2 separate regions of the Mus musculus genome follow, and region 2 is linked to region 1. A link is a contact called in public promoter capture Hi-C data. All regions are on one chromosome and are shown on one strand. Each heading gives the region's core, a stretch centred on a gene start, on an enhancer-like site or on the middle of the called end of the contact. The rest is flanking DNA. Distances are from core to core; before and after follow the strand shown.

Evidence for each region. Capture Hi-C pulls out chosen DNA fragments and counts their contacts.
Region 2: a promoter capture Hi-C map of liver shows a contact between it and region 1, with 2.6 times the contacts expected there. The contact joins the promoter of Lbr here to the promoter of Hnrnpu in region 1. A contact is called at or near these places in 2 of 9 other capture datasets (adipose tissue and liver).

What each region holds. Positions count from the first base shown.
Region 1 is chr1:178,335,747-178,339,379 of GRCm38.p6, forward strand. It overlaps Hnrnpu (heterogeneous nuclear ribonucleoprotein U), which reads right to left and starts at 2,069. Exons shown (of 14, transcript NM_016805.3): 1 at 1,207-2,069; 2 at 301-412; 3 at 136-209. The coding sequence starts at 1,825.
Region 2 is chr1:181,840,726-181,844,358 of GRCm38.p6, forward strand. Lbr (lamin B receptor) reads right to left here and starts at 1,676. Exons shown (of 14, transcript NM_133815.2): 1 at 1,563-1,676.

The DNA of each region.
Region 1 (3,633 bases), core at 819-3,318:
ACCTTCCTGCTTTAAAATAAGTTTCTTAACTGGTTTTTTCCACTTTAAGATCAACACATTTTTCCTAACACTTAAAACCAATGTTAACACTGCACTTGAAAACTAGCAAAGAGCGGGAAAGTCCGCCTCACTTACAAGTATCAAGACAAACCACTGTGTCATCGAAGTGTTCGTCTTCTTCTTCAACAGGTGGCTGAGGAGACTTGGCTCTGAAAGACAGAATTGTCTCCTGATAAAGCTTTCCCCACCTTGTATACAAAAAGAGCGGGCGACTGTTAAAACTGGGTGAGGAGCCTCTACCTGCTGTACTTGTTTTCTTCGATGTACTCAAAATACCCTCGGCCATGATCTTCTCGCGGTCTTTTAACGCCTCTCTTTTTATCTCCACCTTTCTGTTCTGTTTTGCCGTCTCCTATAACGACACAGAACACCGCCTTAAAGCATCAGGCCGAAAACTAAATAATGCAGTTAAGCACCTTTTGTGTTTCGAGCCTCAAGAGCTGTTACTGATTATTTTTTTCTGACTGATTCTTTGACTTTTTTAATCGACAAATGAAAATAAAAAAGTCTGGACTTGGACTGGACACAGTGACGCAGTCTGAAGACTGAACTTGCCAGCCTACCGCAACCTTCCAGAAAGCATTTTTTAAAAAGAGTTTAAAAAAAAAAAAAGCGGGACACCGCCCGGGCCCACGTGCGCCGGCCGCGCTCAAACGAGGGGGGGGGAAGCCTGGGCCCACCTCCCCTCCCCCACACGAGCCCGCGTGCCCCGCCGCCGCATTGTACTGAGCTTCCGCCCCGCTCCCCGCGCCTGCCGCCGGAAGTGACGTCACCACGAGCCCCTGCGCTCCTTGCACAATACCGCGGCGCTAAGCCGCCAAAGCCCGCCCGCTCCGGGACCTTCGGGCTTCTCCCCTCCCCCCACCGCCGACATGTGCCCGGACCGCGCGCACGCAGCGCCCCAGCGGCCGGCGCTCCCGCCCGGCCGGCCCCCCCACCGCGGCAGCTGCAGCGCTCCCCCCACCCCGGCGCCCGACATACATAATGGAGGCGCCGCCGGCATGGCGAGCAGAGCCTCCCGGGGCTCCCCCGCCCCCACCCTCCCGCGGCGCTCGCCCCGAGGGGCCCCGGCAGGCCTGGGGCACGGTCCCCACCGCCACGCGCACCCATCACGCAACACTCACCCGCCACCTTCCGCCTTCTTACCTCCCGCCTGCTGTTGGCCCTGCCTCGCCCCTGGCGGCGCCACCGTCACCGCGAAGAGCGAGGTGGGGCCGCTGCTCTTGCCCGCGGCCTCCTTGCCGGCACCACGCTGCTGGGAAGGCTGCTGCTGCGCCGCCGCTGCCGGCGGTTGGGACTGCTGCTCCCCGTGACCGTTCTCGTCGCCCGCGCCCTCCTCCTCGTCGCCGAGCTCGTCTTCCCCCTCCTGGAAGCCCTGGTCGTCGCCGTTCTCGTCTTCCGACGCTGCCTCCTCTTCCTCCATCGCGCCGGCGTCAGCCGCCCCCGCCGCCCCGTTCTCCTCGCCCAGCTCCATCTGGTCGCCGTCCAGAGCGGCGATGCCCTCCTCCTCCTCGTCGTCTTCGGCGCCAGCCGCGGCCTCCTGCTCTAGGCCCGCTCCCGAGCGCCCGGCCGCATCGCCACCTAGGTCGAGACTGCCGTTCCCGGGCTCCATGGCGGGGCGGCCTCCTGCCTCGTTGTCCAGCGCGGCCTGGAGTCGATCCATGAGATCGGCCTTGAGGCCCTTGTCGGAGAGGCGCCGCTTCTTGAGCTCCTCCTTCAGCTCCGACACCTTCAGCTTCTTGACATTAACAGGCGAAGAACTCATGTTGAGGGCCCCGGTTCCCCGCTGACTGCTGGCTCCCTCGGCCTGTGGCGGCGGCGGCTGCTGCTGGTCGGCCCGGGCGGCGGCTGCGGCTGGAGATGGCTGAGTGCTGCTGCAGAACGGACCCGCCTGGTGTCGAACGGCGCCAATTCCTTTCACCGAGTTCGCGAGGCAAGACGCGGAGACTCGCCCGGCGCGAGCGAGCACGCAACGTCCTCTCGCAGGGGCGGCGCCGCGCACGTAATATAGGCGCCCCGCCCCCTGCCGAGGCGAGGCCCGCTAGAGCGGCTGCGCGCGCAGGCCCCGCCCCGCCCCCACTGCGCGACCTCCGCGCTGGGCCGGACCGCGCAAATGGAGGCTCTTAGAAGCCACCTTTCGGTTAAACGGACCCGCCGCAGTGGCCGCCGGCCTTTCCGGCTCTTGAGCCGCCGCGCTCCACCGGCGCTCTGCCTTCTGTGTCCTGGCGGAGGCTCTCCTCCACCCGCCTTCAGTCCTCACCTGGCATTTTCCACTCGAGAACAACCTCCTTTCTTCCATCTTAGTTTAGTTTTTTGGTTTTCGGGTTGTTTTTTTTGTTGTTGTTTCTTGGGTTTTTTTTTTTTTGTTTTGGTTTTTGTTTTTTTTTTTGTCCCTCCGGCTCTAGGTTTAAAAAACTCTTCAAGTTTCCACCGCTGCCCTGTAGAACACCCATAGGCGATTGTTATGCAAAGGTGGTGTTTTGTTTAGTTTTTCCACCATTTAACTGCGTTTTTAAATTTTACAAGTCCTGCCTTGCCAGTCGGACTTATTTTAAGTTCCGCAAGGGCGAGGCCAGAGCCTTTCTTTTGTCTCTTCCCCAACCAGTGGTGCAAGGTTTGGGAAAGAGGCTTGCTGTACTCCACCATGCCTAACAGCCATATAGAGCGGGCCTTGTGTTGCTACTCACCGTATTTTCTATTGACCTTTGAGTAAGCCTTAGATTTTCATGGAAGTTCCCCTCGTTGTACTATAAAGATAGGCCTCTGTCCCCTGCAAATCTGATCCACCAGTTTGGAGACCCTTTAATTACAGATGAGGAAGACAGCCAGCACCCAGCTAGATTATGCACTTTGATCCTCTCCCTGTTTTTTCAGCCACTCTAAACATGTTTGTATACCTGCTGACTTGTCTACAAACTGGTAGTAACAAAAGGCTGGGATTTAGTAAAAAAAGAAAACACCTGTAGTTCTATTACTTGGCAGAGTGAGGCAGAAGTATCAAGAGTTAAAAGCTAGCCTGGGCTACTTAGTAAATTCCAGGCTTATCTGGGTTGAATACCAGACCCTATCTCAAAAAAGAAAAGAAAAAAAATTATGATTTGTTTTCTGGCATTAAATATGTTGTGTTCTTGAAACTTTTATATAGAATTTAATTTCTACACTGGGGCCTTCCTGTGTAGATTGCACCCAAGCTATGCTTGGTGGTACATGTGTATAATTTCAACACTTGGGAGATACAGGTAAGATGATCAAGAATTCAGTGTCAGCCAGGCAGGCAGTGGTGACACCCAAGTTTGGCTCCAGCGCTCAGGAAGCAGAGGCACCCCACCCACCCACCCCCATCCCCTCACCCCCACCCCCACCCTGTCTATGAAGCCAGTTCCAGGACAGCCAGAGCTACACAAAGAAACCCTGTCTCAAGCTAAGCAACTAAGCAACTCAGTCAATAAAATTCATTGTCATCCTTGGCTACAAAAGTTCAAAGCCAGTAGGAGATACCTGAGACCCTGTCTTTACAAAAACCAAGCACACCAAAATGTGAAACTATATATACTGGTGCACTGGTGCTCTGGC
Region 2 (3,633 bases), core at 426-2,925, 3.5 Mb after region 1:
TTCAAAAATATGCCTATAATGTGTAATATAAAATTTGATCCCCAGAAAAAAAGGGAGGAAAAGAACTGAGACTAGCAGGGCATGGTGGCTTTAATCCCATTCTTTGGGAGGCAGAGGAAAACAGACCTCTGTATGTTGAAGGTCTGCCTAGCCTGCACTGTGTTCCAGGACAATAAAGGCTGTGCAGAGATCTTGTCTCAAAAAAACAAACAACAACAACAACACAAACCATGAACTGACACTGATGGTGATATTTTATATAGCATGTGGAGAACGACCTTGTCTTAGGAGACAAAAAAAAAAAAAAAAAAATGGGCTGCCAACAAGATATGAATGCCACTTTGCACAAGATCCACACAGTCAGTGGAAACTACATAACACATCCCAAAATATTGCCCAACAGGAGATAATTATACTGGATAGGACAAGGAGGCTCCAGACTCCCGTGTATTCTTATGCACCCAAGTAACGCATAAGAGACGCACACAGGCTTCCCTAAACAAACAGGTTGTTTGCAAAGAAAAGTCACTCGCTAAACTGTACCCTCAACCACATACCGCAGAAATTCAAGAATCCTCAGGCTTTTTTCCTGTCAACCCAGATTCTTGCTAACCCGAGGGTCATTTGGCACTGAACGCCTCACATATTATGGTACAATATAACACTATGTATCAGTGTGGCCGATTTCTTTCTACGATGCTCCGGTGCGTTACTAAGATCTTTAATCGTTTCCCCCCCTCTCCCAAATTCACTTAATGTGGCAGAAAGAAAAAGCTCAAATGGTGGCTCACAGCTACCCTTTAACACCTGAGCCGGCACAGGCCTGCTAGGCAAAACGCAAACAGGAAGGCGTTCGCAGGGTCTGTGCCCCTTCAGAGCCGTGCAGGAGAAAGCTGGCTGTCCTGGCAGAGTGGCCTTTTCCCTTAATACCCAAAAGCACGCTAATCTTAACAGTCCTTACTCACTCCCGCCCCAACTCCCCAGTCAACGCTCATCATCACCCTCTCTGTCCGTATTAGGTCCTCCATCCCGCGCTTCTCTGTAGCCCCATCTTCTAACCCTCAGAGCAGCTGCTACTTTGTAGCCCCAGATCTAGTCCTGCTCCTGCACCTGAGCCACGGCCCTAGCACACCAAGTGCGCTACACAGGGCGGGCGGGCGCAACGCCAGGCCAGCCCGCCATCGCCGAAGTGCCCCGGAGCAGGCCCTCCGCACCCCAGCGCGCACTGAGTGGCCCTCGAAGCTGCTGGAGGCGCGAGGTCCGCTGTCACCGCGCAGAAGCACTCAGGAGGCCCGGATAGGCGGGACGGCGCCCTGGCAGGAGCCAGAGGCGGTTAACCCCTCCTCCGAAGGCCGCCCGCTTTCCGAGGGCCGGGAAGCCGCGGCGAGCACAGCCCAGCCCGGCCCGGCCGGGGCACCCAACGCGCGCGTCCGAGACGGGGATCGGGGGTTGTCCGCCATCCGAAACCCGCGCTCGACTTCCGGCCCGCGCGGCCCCAGCCTCGCCGGCCGCCCCGGGGAACCCGCTCTCCACACGCGGCGGAGTCCCGCGCCGACGCTCACCTGGCCGCGCTCCGGCGGGAACTCCAGCCACTCCAGGACAGTCACCAGCAGCCAGCGGCGACTCCGCGCGCGACACAGCCGGCCGCGCTCTCGCGCCCCCGAGGTCCCGCCCCTAGCGAGGCTGCCCTGAGCTCCCCATTGGTCCCTCGACCTTTTGAATCATCGCCGGCGCTGGCGATTGGTCGAGGGCCAGTGGCGCGTCCAGCCCGCCCGCTCGTGAGCGTCCGGCGTCCCCACCCGGTTTATCTCCGCAGCCCAGGCACCAAGCCGCGCTTTGGCTCGCGCCCTCCTGCGGAGCGATCTAGGCCGGCGGTCTGGGAGGAGGGTGAAGCTCGCGCGACGCCAGGCAAAAGCGTCCGCTGCTGTCACCCGGCTCTCGGTCCGTGTGTAACCTCGGGAGCCAGCGGGCCGCGCGCTTAGTCCGGCCACGGCCGAAGCCCGCGGGCTTCGCGTCCCGCCTGGACCCGACCCCAGCAGGCCCAGGCCGGAGCCCCCAAACTCCCCCCCCCCCTTACACTTGCCACCACTGGTTGTTTCCTTCCTCTCGGGTTGAGAGTTCAAAGCAGTTCGTTAAAGCTCCCTACTTCGCCGTGCTGTTTTTAAAGGTATTTCCAACATCCCTTATTAAATACATCTGAGTGTCTTCCTGCCTCGGAAGCACTGTGGGTTCAGATGCAAGGCTGAAATAAGTCTTTTCATCCGCAGCGTGGCTTCAGGTGCACAGCGCTGTCACCTTCTCAGCTACAAACGAGTGAGTAAGTGCGTGCCTCGGAGCCCTTCCTAAGAAAGAGTGCTCACCACGATTTGATTTGTCATTGCCGTTGGGGTTGCCCTGGGTGGAAATCTAAACCACAGATGTGTGCATCAAGAAACCTCTAAACGTAAAGTTTGGCAAATCCCTTAAGCTTCAGCTCTTAAAGACGAATCCTACTCCGAGTCCTGCGGCAAATAACACAGGAAAACACCATGGGAAGGATGTCGTTTGAGATAAATTCTACTAATACCAAAGACATCCTTCACTCCTCAAACCCAGAGCCAAGGTTCCGTTGGGTTCCCTCCACAGGACATATAAGCATTTTCACTTACAAAATAAAAGACCAGAGGCGGGGAAACCTTGTAAACTTTGGTTTATAGTTTCTTCAAAAGGACCAGGCCAGTGAGGCTGGAGAGCCAGCTCAGATGATAAAGAACCCTGCCTTGAAAGAATAAGAACTTTGTGAGCACTTGAGACCCTCAGCACTAAAATTAAAACAAGAGGAAGGTGCTCTCAAAAGGCTGTAACTATAATGAAGGGGACAGAGGTAGCTGGGGACAAACAGATCTCCCTGGACTCAGTTGGTAACAGCTAGGATTTTGTGAGACACCCTGTCTCAAAGAGCAAGATGTTGCGCAGTTGGAGAAAGACAACTTACACTAACCTTTGGCCTTCATGTATACACTTGCACACACACACACACACACAAATAAGCCTGTATACGAATTCAACATCATACCTTATATTCACTAAAGATGTTTGTGTGTGCAAGGCATGGGTACATACAGAACTCATTCCTGCTTTTCCTTAACATTTAACTTTAAATTTTTTAATTTTATTAATAAGTTAGAAGAGGTAAGGACATGGATCCGGACCTACTAATTAATTGTGAAAATTAGATGCAGCTGTTCATTGGGAAACGCAGCTGGCAATAATTCCTTATAACATTCTCTTATTTCAGATTCACGAAATTGCCATTTGTAATCAGTACATTCAGGTAGATGAAATGTTTGTTTGTTTTTTTAACCACATGTATATCAGTAAGTTCTTAATGGATTTTGGGTCTTTCTCTATCTAAATCTCATGGTTGCATAATTTGCAATTAGATGTGAGTTGTAGCCTCACTGCAGCCTGTTTAAACTACCAAGTTCATCTTTTTCTTTAAAAGCTAGAGGTGGAGCATAAACCCTTTACCCTTGGCCAGCCACACCCCAGCCCCTGGTAAATCAATCCTAAAGATCCCTTTCTCTGACTGTTAGCTAAGAAGTAAGCCTAAAAATATGTTTGGATGCTCTCAGAGTCCAGAAATACTTCTCT